Regions from separate parts of the Mus musculus genome. Here region 2 is linked to region 1. A link is a contact called in public Hi-C data. All regions are on one chromosome and are shown on one strand. Each heading gives the region's core, a stretch centred on a gene start, on an enhancer-like site or on the middle of the called end of the contact. The rest is flanking DNA. Distances are from core to core; before and after follow the strand shown. Region 1 has its middle 34 kb from the start of Gm35413. Region 2 has its middle 9.8 kb from the start of Gm40660.

Region 1 (6,301 bases), core at 1,421-3,920:
AGATGAAATCGTTTCTCCTTTGAAGAAAAGGAGAAAGACAGGGAAGTGGAGTGAGAAAACCAAAGTCATAAGAAAAGAGGGAATTAAAATCATGCTATAGCTTTTCAATAGAAAGCAGGGCATAAAGTTTGTAGAATATGTTTAGGGAATTATACTTAAGGAAGTGATAGCATAACTCGCAAAGTTTCAGTACTTTTCTAGTAAGTAAAGAAAGTAAGAAAAAGAAAACTAGCAGCATTTATTTTTCTCTCAGGTTTATTAGGTTGCCATGACAATGTTCTTGAAATGAGACTCTTACTACTGAAGAATGGTACCCGAGGGTCTAGACCATCTCTCATTTGTAAAACGCCTGCCCTGCAAACATAAGGACCTGAATTCAGGTCCCCAATGTATCTGTATTTCCACATAGGTTGAGGTGGGAAATAGGTGGATCTCTGGGGTTCTTTGGTCAACCAGCCTTAAAGGACAAGTAATTTTCAGGCTTAGGAATAGACCAGGGCTCAAACAAAAGAGTGAATGAGGAAGACAGGTGACATGGAGTAAGCAGTACTTTGAACTATGTTTAATTACACAGAGAAATCTAATCTGACTACAAGAATCAGTTTGCTTGGTCTAGCTCAAAGATCTTCTAAAGATAAGTCCATTAAGACCTGCTGTAAATCTTAGTCCTTCCTTTAAAGAGGTCCATGGCACATGACAAACAAACAGAGAGAGGCAGGCCTGGTGGTGCATGCCTTTAATCCCAGCTCTAGTGAGGCAGAGACAGGAGATTCTCTCTGAGTTCCACATCAGCTAAGGCTACATAGTGAGATCCTAGTTCAAAAAAACAAAAGAAGACAAGATGTGTACACTCAACCACATACAAAATGATGCTGATAATTTTATACAGAGATCAAATGTAAATAGTGTGTCTTTTATAAGGAAGATTTCTTACACGTAGCTCCTTCCCTTTGTAGTTAATACAGCCTCCTTGGATTATCTCCGTTGAAATAATGTTTAAATGCAAATTTTCTGAATTCTTTAGGTAATTTAGCTCTTTAAGATGTATTTTCCTTCTCACATTGAAGTGACTTAGGCTCCTGTGCTGCTTCTTGTCTTTTTTTGTTTGTTTGGGGTTGTGGAACTTTTAAAAGAAAGGACAGAGCTTTGCAGGAGGTACTGAGGAGCTCATCTTTAGAAGAACGTTGAGCTAGACCAGACAGACTGATCACTGTCGTCAGATTGGATGCCTTTCTGTAATTAGACATAGTTCAAAGAAACTTTTACTCCAAATTACTCTACATCCTTACGTGTCTGGGATCTACTCAGAAGAGAAACATGACAAGGTGTTTGAAACAGTCTAGACTCTAGTCATCCTGCTCTCTTCTTTTGTTTGATGCTACCCAGCAATACAGTTTCCCTTGGAGGGACAGGAGAAGCTGAAGCAGGCCACCTTTTCTATATAAGGACATTCAGACAGCTGGTGTCCAGGCGCCTTGAGGTAAGCATGCATTCAACAGCTGGATTCCTCTTCCTCTTTTTCTCTTTGTTGTTTTCATCCCAATGACATCAGCTCCTGATTTTATGATCTCCATGTTGGACAGGGCATCCTTATCTGTCATTATTATCTGGGCGAGGCTTTAGTTATGAAGAGAAGGAAAAGATGATACCCAAACTAAATGGTAGTGACATTTGTCTCTTTGCCTCTAAACTGACTGGAGTCATGCTGAATCCATCCAACAATTCCCAATGCTCCAAACTGTCTTATTTCCATGCTTCCATTTTCTCTTAACTGCTAGGATTTTTCTCCCCACCTTACCCCACATCCCAGCACACTTGCTGAGTGCTTTCTCTTCATATTTATCTCCATGTAAGACAGAACTGGTGTTTTTCTAAAATTACATGGTACCTCTTTTGTGCACACATTCTAAAGAAGTCCTGAGATTCTCTCCCTGTATTGATTTGGATGGAGTTGCCTCGAGCTGTCTGCTCTTAGGGAGACAGAAAGGTCACGTTTGTAATTGCTTTGAAAGTAGAGAAACTTCCAGAAACTTAGAAAAAGGGTTTTTGACCTTAGGGTCTGAACAGTTAATGGAGTTGTTTGTGGATGAGGTAATGTTTTGTTAACTCAGAGTCTGGACCTGTTATCCTGTAGTAACTCACTGAAGAAGTCTTTAACTGAAGGTGTGTGGGAGCACGGAGAACATTTCTGATTATAGAAACATTGATCTGATGTTCAGGGAGGCAGTTTTAACTTTCCCAGTGAGTTAGTTACAGCAACCCAGGCATCTCAGAGGATGCTTCCGTCTAGCTTTCCATCTTGTTCTGTTTTTGTTCCCTCCATATTACTAATTATGAATACAAGAAAGGAATGACTTTTCTGATGCTCTATGTCTTAAAATCTCTATTTTCAGATTAGCAACCTCAGGGGTAGTGATAAATAGGTCACTTATTACTGACGTCACAGGGAACTCCATGCGTGCCTCAGATGAACCAGGACAGATTTGAACAGTAAGGTATGGAGTTCTGTGATTAAGACTGTAAAAGACCTCAGCTCACTTTGAATGACAGATGCTAGCAATAGGTTAAAAATCAGAGTAAATGCTGAGAGTTTCTCTTTTTGAGACACATCATTTGGGTGGAAAATGACTCATGCATACTGGCTGACACAATGACCCTCCTGGGTGTGGAGGGCACTTCCCCACTATGCTTATCATAAACCCCAGCCCTCATTCCAAAGGGCCTCATTTACTGAGGGGGTGTTTTCTTCCTCACAACTAACTGGCTGAACCAGAAAAACTGTGAAATACTTTGGATTACTCAGTGAGAGGCCATTATTACCTGATCCTTATCACACCTCCAAAGGCCTTTGCTGTATAGTACATGCTGCCTGCCTCTCATTTCTGTCTTTTGTTTTCCACTTTTCAAGTTACTCTGAAGCTGGAGGGGGAGTTACAAGGAAGCCCCAGATATTCTTCTCTCTCGGCAGAATTTCCTGGTAAAGTTGAGTCCCAGATCCCAGTGTCCGGTTAGGGCTGATGACCCGTCCAAGATTAAGGCTTCCCAGGCAGGAACTAACCTCCCACATCCTCCAAAGCGCCTGCATAATACTTCCATTCTGACTTTGGGTGGCACAATTCCTATATCCATCAACTATGCAATCTGCACATGGTACTCTGCAAATGGCTGTGGACTCAGGCAGTAAAGGTCTTGTTCTTCAAACCAAAGTTGAATATCAAGGAATTAGGGAAGAAGGCTTGTAATGCAGGCAGAGGGGAAAGCTTCCTGTGGGCAAGGTTGTGACTGACCCTGGGTGGGCAGGAAGACCCTGTGTTTATCATTGTGCCTCGTGTATATAGTGGCCTCTGAGATGACAGTTAGTTGGTTCATTTTCACAATAAGGCAAAGATCCAGATATCCTGGGGATATAACGTGCCGCATAGTCAGCCTGACTTAAGTCCAATAGCACGAAGATATTATTTGGGGCGGCCTATCATATCCATAAGCTCAGTAAAACAGTAGTTGGAGAATTTCTGGAGGGTGTGTAGGAAAGTGTGGTGAAGACATCATCTCTGCACTCATGCTTGTGTCTTTGCATTGTGCTTATAGTTATAAATATCTATTTGCCAGCTCAGATACTGTTTTGCTGTCTGCTGCAAGCCTCTACATTTTCTTCTCACTTCTGTAGCCATAGCCCATATGGCTGAAAGATGTGTAAAGAAAGAAAATCATTGTATTTTCAGTGGTTCAGACTGAGTCTGTTTGAATGGTTTCAAACCTGCATGAATATAATTACAATAGAAGGAAAATTCTCCCCCCAAAATCTATATCATATTAATGCTGATAACATTGCTCTTTTTTGTCCTCTACATAAGCCAGCCCCATGTACAAGTACTACACAGACTGACAAGCTCAGCTTTCATCATTTTATTGGGTGTTATTTCTAAGATCTCAGTATAAACAGGGTGCTCCCTTGGGATGTATTTCAGCATCAGAGTGTTTGCCTCTTGTGTGAAAGATTCTCGAATTGGGCTTTGGTCCCTAGCATCACCTCTAAAAAATAATAATAAATCAATAAAAGATTTAAAAAAAAGGAAGGAAAAATTAAAATTGTCAGCCTGTGAGTAAACTAGTATTGTCTTTTCATAATCAAACATAACCTTTTTGTCAGTGGAATTTTATTTCATTTTATAGTGTTATTTGGGTCCCTTTTGTTATCAGAAGCATCATTAATACATTTCTGTAAGAATAGCGGAACTCAGCTGCACATTAATGTTTTGGGTAGAGTCTGGAGTCAGAGTGGCTCAGCCGATCTTAGATGCCATGACTGTCAGCATATGTATCTTTATACCAACCTTTTGTCCAAATACTCTTTGTTATGGTGGATTCTGGGCACAGTGACAGGTATTAGTTTCAGTTTGATGCATTGATGACTTGAGAAGTGTTTTTAGCAAGTTGTTGGGGGTGGGGGAAGAAAATGTCATTTTCATAGAAGGAAAGATGGTATCAGAGGTCATTTCCCATCATAGTCATGCCTCAGCTTGGACTTTCTGTTTTCTTATGACTTCTGTCTCTGATAACATCAGAACACCCACATTCCACATAGACAACTTTATTTTAGTGAATATGGCAGCAATTCAGATCCAACCTTTGCATATTCAGCTCATGTCTTCTCTCTCACTTTAGGAGGCTTCAGACCATGAGCAGACTTGAGTCTACACTTGAAAAACAGGCTTCAATATTAGACCAGGAATTATTTCACCATAAATATGAGTTCATGTTTAAAACCGATCTTAGTTTTGCTGTCATTAGTAGTCCACCTATCCTATTTTCTTCCCCCTTCCCTACATCTTTTCCTTCTCCCCTCTTTTCTTTCTCTTTGTCTCTGTCTTTCGCTGTTACTCTGTCTCTGTGTCTCTCTGTTTCTTTCTCTCTCTGCCTCTGTATCTCTGTTTCTCTCTGTGTGTGTCTGCCTCTTGTCTCTCTATCTGTCTCTATCTGTCTCTGCCTCGCTTTGTCTCTCTCTCTCCTTTGAAACACTATCTCATATAGTCTAGACTGACCTTGAATTGCCATTGTAGCTGAGGATAACTATAAACTTCTGGTTGGTCTCCACCCACCACATGATGGTATTTCAAGAACACTACATGACCACTCCAGGTATTTGCTTGCTGGTGCTTGCTGAGAGCAGATCTAAGGTTTTCTATGTGCTAGGCAAATAGTCTACCAACCCCTATAATCCCCAAATCAAAGAAGTTATATTCACATCTAGATTTCATCTCCTCATTAAAAAAAATCAGGAATTAAGCCAGTTTGATTCCAAATCTCCCCTATGTAAAAACTGCACATATTAAGCTTTCATGCTTTCATGGTGCTTCTCATTCTCCGTCTGCCTCCAGGGTTCCCTGCAGTCTCCCTCACGAGGGCCATGATCTTTTTGTCTAATCTTAGGTGGCGCACATGCTCTTTTGCTCTTCTTGATCTCAACCTTCAAGTATCAAGGCATAACCTTCTTGGTCTGTTTCAACATTTAAGTTTTTAACCTCTCCTCAAAATAGCTCAAGTGAAGAATTTGGTAAAGACAATCTAATTAAATTATATGACTTCCCTTTAACCCGTGTCACAGTTAAATATGATTCTTTTCAGTGTCTGTTACTCATAGTGATCTGGTGTCACTGGACTTGCCTTTGATACCTAACCGATGACCTTGAACATAAGGGTCATTGGAGTTACATTTGACAGAGGACACTTGCCTGGTGCCTTGTCTTTTACAAGGTATTTTGGGAATGTATGGCTTTCTTTAAATCTTAAGACAGTTCAGAAAGGGAGCTTTGATCATCTCTAGCTTACGAATGGAATACTCAAGATCAAGAGAACTAAGTTTCCCCGTGTCACACTGTTAGTAACAGAGCTTGAATCAGTGTCAGATGGTCTGGATCATTCCAAAATAAGAGCTCATGTCCTCACTCTGTCTACGTGCGATAATTTAAAGTCCCATTGCTTTATTGTGAGGCTAAGTAAACAAAGAGATAGATAGCCTGCGTTCTAGACTGATCTTGAAAAATAAGTACTATGAACATTTACTAACAAAGAGAACGAAATTATCACAGAGAGGGTTTGCTGACTTTGAAAGGTTTTCAAAGGATTGCATAAGTATGTGTGTGTGAGTGTGTGTGTGTGTGTGTGTGTGTGTGTGTGTGTGAGTGTGTGTGAGTGTGAGTGTGTGTGTGTGAGTGTGTGTGTGTGTGTGTGTGTGTGTGAGTGTGTGTGAGTGTGAGTGTGTGTGAGTGTGAGTGTGTGTGTGAGTGTGTGAGTGTGTGTG
Region 2 (6,301 bases), core at 2,271-4,770, 320 kb after region 1:
GAAATTGCAGTCAGTTTTTCACACACACACACACACACACACACACACACACACACAAAGAGAGAGAGAGAGAGAGAGAGAGAGAGAGAGAGAGAGAGAGAGAGAGAGAGAGAGAGAGAGAAATAATGTAGGTGGAAAAGGAACAGAGACCCAAGGCTCCCTCATATGTCTTGGACCCTTGGACATGCCCCTTCTTGTGCAGGTGACAGGAGAATCACAGATTATTCTTAATGCTTCAACCACCCTACCTGTTCCCTACTTCAACACCCTTGTGTAACATTCTAAGACTATATTGTTCTATAGTTTAAGCATTCAATTAAGTCTGTTTGTTCTTGTGTTTGCTTGTATGTATGTAGAATGTGTGTCCTCTTCTCTATTCTCATTATATCAGAAAAAAAAGTTTATCTTTTTGCCATAAATTTACTTACACATGGCCCAAGAGGTTGGCCTACATCTTAAAGATTAAAATGAGAAATAAATTAAGTATTTTAAATTATGCATTTAAAACACCATAAGCAAATATTAAGTCACTGCATGTAAAGTACCTGTGTTCTTCCTTATAATTTTCTCTTTCCTTTAGGCAAACCTCTGACAATTTCTTGCCAATGTGCAGGCTATCAGAAGTTTTGTTTTACTTGGGAAATGAAGTAATGATGAGGGGTCTGATTTGCTGTGACAGTTTTCTCTTAATGGACCACAATATTTTTAATGATCTCTGTTCTAGAAGATACAACAGAGATAGTAAGAGGCTGTATTGGATGAGTACCTTGGATGACAAGACCTGGGCAAGATCTCCACTGGCTTACACTATACTGGTGATACATGACCAAACTAAATGTTATTCTGTTAATCTGCACTACGGTTTGGGTATAACAGGCTCTCACAACCCTGTGTGTGTACATTTGGTCCACAACTGATGATACTATTTGCCAAGGTAGTAGGGTTTTGAGCAAGTAAGGAGTGGTTGTTATAAATAAGTTGCTGAGAGTCCAGCCTTGAATGTGACAGCTTATGGGGCTTATGATGCCGATTTCTTTTATGACTTTCTAGTCCTCAGAGGTGCACGTAAGCAACGTTATGCTTCCTCTATCACAGATTCTGCAACCACATTACAAACCCATGATGTGCTGTCAAGCCAGGATCACAGAATTCTTCTTCATTTAAGATTCTACTTTTCTGCAATTGAGTCTATGCATCAATGGAAATGACTGATCCACGTTAAGATTCTGGAGTTATTCCCTAGTTCACGATCCTCTCAAGCCTCAGGAAACAAATGTGAGGATTCCAATCCACCCACCAAAGTCAGGTAGAATAAGTATTTGATTAAGAAATGAAACAGGGAATTGCTTGACAATTCTGCATCTTTATACCCCATGCATTCCTTTTTAGCACAGAGCAAACACAATGGGAAGGAGAGAGGCATGTGCTGAAGGTGAAGGTTCTCAGTATCAAAGAATTCTATTTTCTCCCACTCTTGCCATGCTCTGCTTGACCAGGGGTAGAGGATTTAAAAGATATGTTCAGAAATCTAACCTGTACAGAGTTGAAAGTACCCGTATTGAAGAGTTAGTTATAACACTGAAACAATAGAGTACAGGCAACCACTCTGGAAATCAGTCTGGCGGTTCCTCAGAAAATTGGACATAGTACTACCGGAGGATCCAGCAATACCTCTCCTGGGCATATATCCAGAAGATGCCCCAACTGGTAAGAAGGACACATGCTCCACTATGTTCATAGCAGCCTTATTTATAATAGCCAGAAGCTGGAAAGAACCTAGATGCCCCTCAACAGAGGAATGGATACAGAAAATGTGGTACATCTACACAATGGAGTACTACTCAGCTATTAAAAAGAATGAATTTATGAAATTCCTAGCCAAATGAATGGACCTGGAGGGCATCATCCTGAGTGAGGTAACACATTCACAAAGAAACTCACACAATATGTACTCACTGATAAGTGGATATTAGCCCCAAACCTAGGATACCCAAGATATAAGATATAATTTGCTAAACACATGAAACTCAAGAAGAATGAAGACTGAAGTGTGGACATTATGCCCCTCCTTAGATTTGGGAACAAAACACCCATGGAAGGAGTTACAGAGACAAAGTTTGGAGCTGAGATGAAAGGATGGACCATCTAGAGACTGCCATATCCAGGGATCCACCCCATAATCAGCATCCAAACGCTGACACCATTGCATACACTAGCAAGATTTTATTGAAAGGACCCAGATGTAGCTGTCTCTTGTGAGACTATGCCGGGGCCTAGCAAACACAGAAGTGGATGCTCACAGTCAGCAAATGGATGGATCATAGGGCTCCCAATGGAGGAGCTAGAGAAAGTAGCCAAGGAGCTAAAGGGATCTGCAACCCTATAGGTGGAACAACATTATGAACTAACCAGTACCCCGGAGCTCTTGACTCTAGCTGCATATATATCAAAAGATGGCCTAGTCGGCCATCACTGGAAAGAGAGGCCCATTGGACTTGCAAACTTTATATGCCCCAGTACAGGGGAACACCAGGGCCAAAAAGGGGGAGTGGGTGGGCAGGGGAGTGGGGGTGGGTGGATATGGGGGACTTTTGGTATAGCATTGGAAATGTAAATGAGCTAAATACCTAATTAAAAAAAATTAAAAAAAAAAACAAAAAAAACAATAGAGTACAGGTAATGCTAAATTATGTTGAGGGTTCAACAAGTAGAAGCTGCTGTTAATTTGATGATTAGATGATTATTAAATAGATTGACTACTGGTAGCTGTGGAACAGGCATTTGTTCTGAGGCACATCTGATGTGGTCCTTTGGGACTTTTGTCATTTTTCAAATATATTCCTAAGTGGTCAGGTTCTCAACATGGAAACGTGAACATTGGGGATCGTTACCAGCATTTTTCGTGGGCTTGCACACAGGTATGTCTATCAGCTCTGGAAGAAAAAAGTCTAGTAAAAGAAACAGAGGATTGATTCCTTGATAACTCATTGCAGGGCTAGCAGAGTCTCGCCTAAAGAATGTTGTAAGCACTCACTAGGCAGCAAAACATAGCTATCTCATAAACAAATTTGTTTTTAATTCCAGTGCTTGTTCTGTGGTATTTTTCACAGCTTGATTTTAAGCTATTTTATGTTCCTTGACTTGGGCAAGCCACTAAACCAGACTGGTCTAGCTTGCTTCATAACGTGCTTTGTAACTTGTTTTGCAGGCTCCTAAATACATATCATTTCTGAATATTCACAGAGAGAAATTTCAAGTTTTACTGGGCATACTCAGAAGAAAAAATGATAAGAATCTGTCTTGTGTGTAGCAAGATCTCAGCAAAGTGACAAATGTCCCATGGCTGTAATTCAGTCAAAGGTCCTTGGCAAGGGGTGACTTGGGTCTGGCTGGCACATCACATTTTAGTGTCTTAGCGGGTGAGGCAGAGCTTTTACAAGTGTGACCGGACTTTTACTAAAGGAAAGGCTTTACTCAAGGAAAGTTATTCAGGGAAACCTTTTACTTCTTCTTTTCATTCCAGAAACTGGAAGAGTGCTAGGGTGTGGTGTTGACTCAGTCAGTTGCAGAGTTGAGTGTGTTAATGACTAAGTCCAAGTCTAAGCTCAACAGGTCCTGACATGCATTGAGATGGAAATAAAAGCTTTATTTACAATTAGTCTCTGAATAACAATTTCAATGAGTGCCTTCTTTAATTCCCAAGACTGTGGGAATCGGTACTGAAAGCACTATTGCATCTGGGGGAAAGAGGAAAAGTGAAGTAAAGCCAAACCAAAATGGAGGCGTTCCTTTTATGCCATCCTTCTGTGCCTAGAGAAGGACATCTGAACAATGCCCACTTCTCTCTGTATTTCTGCATTATCCTATAGGACTCCTATTTTATTTTGCTTTGTTGTGATTATTATTGCTAAAATATGTTTCTATTCCAATTTAAATATTAACTAGAAATTGAATTTTTAGAAATATATTCTACTCTTATCTTACTCCAAAGGCTTGAAGGTACTTTCTATTGGTCCATGACTTCTTAAAATTCTTTGAGTCTCCACCGTGGCATCATCTCTTGCACTGTGGCTCAGAACACAAGCCAATTCTGAGATCTCCTTTCACGGGAAGCGAGGAAACCCTAACATGAGTGGCCTTCTAGGAAAAGAGCCTGGGCTTTCCCAAAGCTTTCTGTTTCTTCCCCAGAAATTGTATCACTTATAATTTTTCCAGACATCTCATTAGTGAAATGAGTCTGATATATGAAGATTCAGGATGCTGTTTTCCACAACATATAGCCTGCTACACTGGATATACTGGGTAGAACATCTCATGTGTTAGGATCTAAGTTTCACTGTGTCCTGACCACAGATTGTAATCTGAGAATTAGGGTGAAGTTGCAACTTATAAAGACAGAATGAACCTTGGTGAAAGCAAACTATATTTTCAGAGGGGCTTAGGATCCTCATATTTCTCACTGGGATAAAAATAACACTTATTTCCTGTGTCCTTGTTCTGATTAGAACAGCAGAGAGAATGTAAGAGAAAACCTTCCTCCAGATGTGACATCTAATGTTCTTGTTAGTTTATCTTGTACATAGTTGAGTCACTTCATCTCCAGGGTTTGGATGCTGATGGTCTACTTGAGATTTACCTCTCAGTACTATGTGAAAGCTATTGAATATAGTACTCACTGTCAAGGGCATTGCAAACCTGTAGATCATGATCTTGATTTCTAGCTCTGCTATTTCTCCTGTGATTTCAAGAATATGGCATAACTTCTCTAAGCCCTCTTTCTATGTTCTAAAACAGATTCTATTATAATTCTTAATTTTTTGAGGAAGTGAAAAACACTTTAAAGAAAAACAGCAATGTATTTCAAGTTCCTCTTCAATGATTTTAGAAGCAAATATTCCATTTCCTTGCTCCAGAAAAGCTTCCATTTCATGTATACCTGCCCCTGTATTCAATCTTGCTTGCTTATTAAACAGAAATGAGACTTCGTTCACTAGCAAGTCCATTTTCTCTTGTGCCCCTGTGTCTCATGTCTTTTGTTTTTCCCCTGGGTGTGGTCTTTCAAACTGACATTCTCAACTAACCATGGATTCTTCCAGACAGAGATCATATCTCAGCAGCTTGTAAATGCTGAACAAACATCAAACTCTCTTTTGACTCATAGCCTCTGTTGTCCTGTCCACCCTTTTTCTCATTTCTAGTTCACATACAAGTTCCTTGAAATGTCTAAAAAGTTTCTCCCCAACTCCCTATCTCCTCTTCATTTTCTTCTTGTAGTTAACAATTGTGTGTTTTTTTTTGGATTATTTTTGTTATTTTTACTCTGAGGGGTGAGGATCTTTGGCCTATATTTTCCAAGGTCTCTCTTTCTGCTTCATCCCCAAACCTTCTCCAAGGATCTCATAATTCTACTCTGAGTACACTATATGCCACTGAAGTAGATCTCTCTTGGGGTTAATAGACACCACTACACTGCATTCATTGCCTATATAGCCACTGCTCACTGTTCGATCTCCCTCCACCATCACAGGAGTGAATCCCTACACTCTACTGTATTAGATTAGGATTTCACCTTTCCATAGATACATCTTCTTTAACTCAACCTCTGTAAGGGTAAATTCAATTCTTAAAGTAACCCCTAAAGACACAATGTCAGAAAATGAACTTTTGCGGGTATTTTAGCTTTTACAAATAGTAGTTGGATATAGGACGTCTCGTGGCAATCAATCATCATTATGTTAGAGTTATGAAGGGATGTCCTGCTGTTTCAAAGCTTTCATAGTTGCTATTAAGAAGTCCAAAGTCATTCTGGCCTTTGATCTACTAAATACGATCTGGTTTTAATCTGTTAGACCCTCTCTTTGTACACACTATGCTGAAACTTCTCCGTAGAATTATTTGCTGTAATTCTATTTCCATCGCTTGCTGTGAGCTCTCATTGGGTCTTTTTTTTTTTTTTTTTTTGTATAGAAATCCTTTGGCACTAGAAAATGTGATTGAAGTAGTCCTTTGATGGTTTCTTTGTCAGAATTATCTCCCTTTTCTTGTCTCTTTGTTAACTAAAACTTAGACACTCATAATTCCTCCAGCTTTTAAATTTTTTCCTAATATTTTTCTTTTCTAGTTTCTTCCTTTGGCTAGCTGGTCTTAGAGAGCTTTTCAATATGAATTCCAGACATTCTCCTAGTGAGCTGTCTTATATTCTGCACATGATTTAGAGTACTATTTTTAATCTTTAGATATTTCATATTTTCCCATACACCCTGTGTTCTTGTTCCCCAGATGCAGTCTCTGCTTTAGTTTC

What was found. A called contact is a pair of places that touch in the nucleus more often than the background predicts.
Region 2: a Hi-C map of bone marrow-derived macrophages shows a contact between it and region 1, with 6 times the contacts expected there. The contact joins two enhancer-like sites. A contact is called at or near these places in 5 of 484 Hi-C or Micro-C datasets (Th1 cells, bone marrow-derived macrophages, epidermal suprabasal cells and 1 more) and 2 of 115 datasets of contacts at active chromatin or transcription factors (CD8 T cells and bone marrow-derived macrophages).

Annotation. Positions count from the first base shown.
Region 1 is chr13:5,766,225-5,772,525 of GRCm38.p6, reverse strand. No RefSeq gene overlaps it. Among named protein-coding and RNA genes, the nearest start is that of Gm35413, 34 kb to the left of the region's middle. Within about 2 kb of position 2,670, at least 85 of the 459 cell types and tissues checked have an H3K27ac peak or open chromatin away from gene starts, as enhancers often do. A contact at or near this core is called in bone marrow-derived macrophages, epidermal suprabasal cells and macrophages, where this site is marked.
Region 2 is chr13:5,442,265-5,448,565 of GRCm38.p6, reverse strand. No RefSeq gene overlaps it. Among named protein-coding and RNA genes, the nearest start is that of Gm40660, 9.8 kb to the left of the region's middle. Within about 2 kb of position 3,520, at least 40 of the 459 cell types and tissues checked have an H3K27ac peak or open chromatin away from gene starts, as enhancers often do. A contact at or near this core is called in bone marrow-derived macrophages, epidermal suprabasal cells and macrophages, where this site is marked.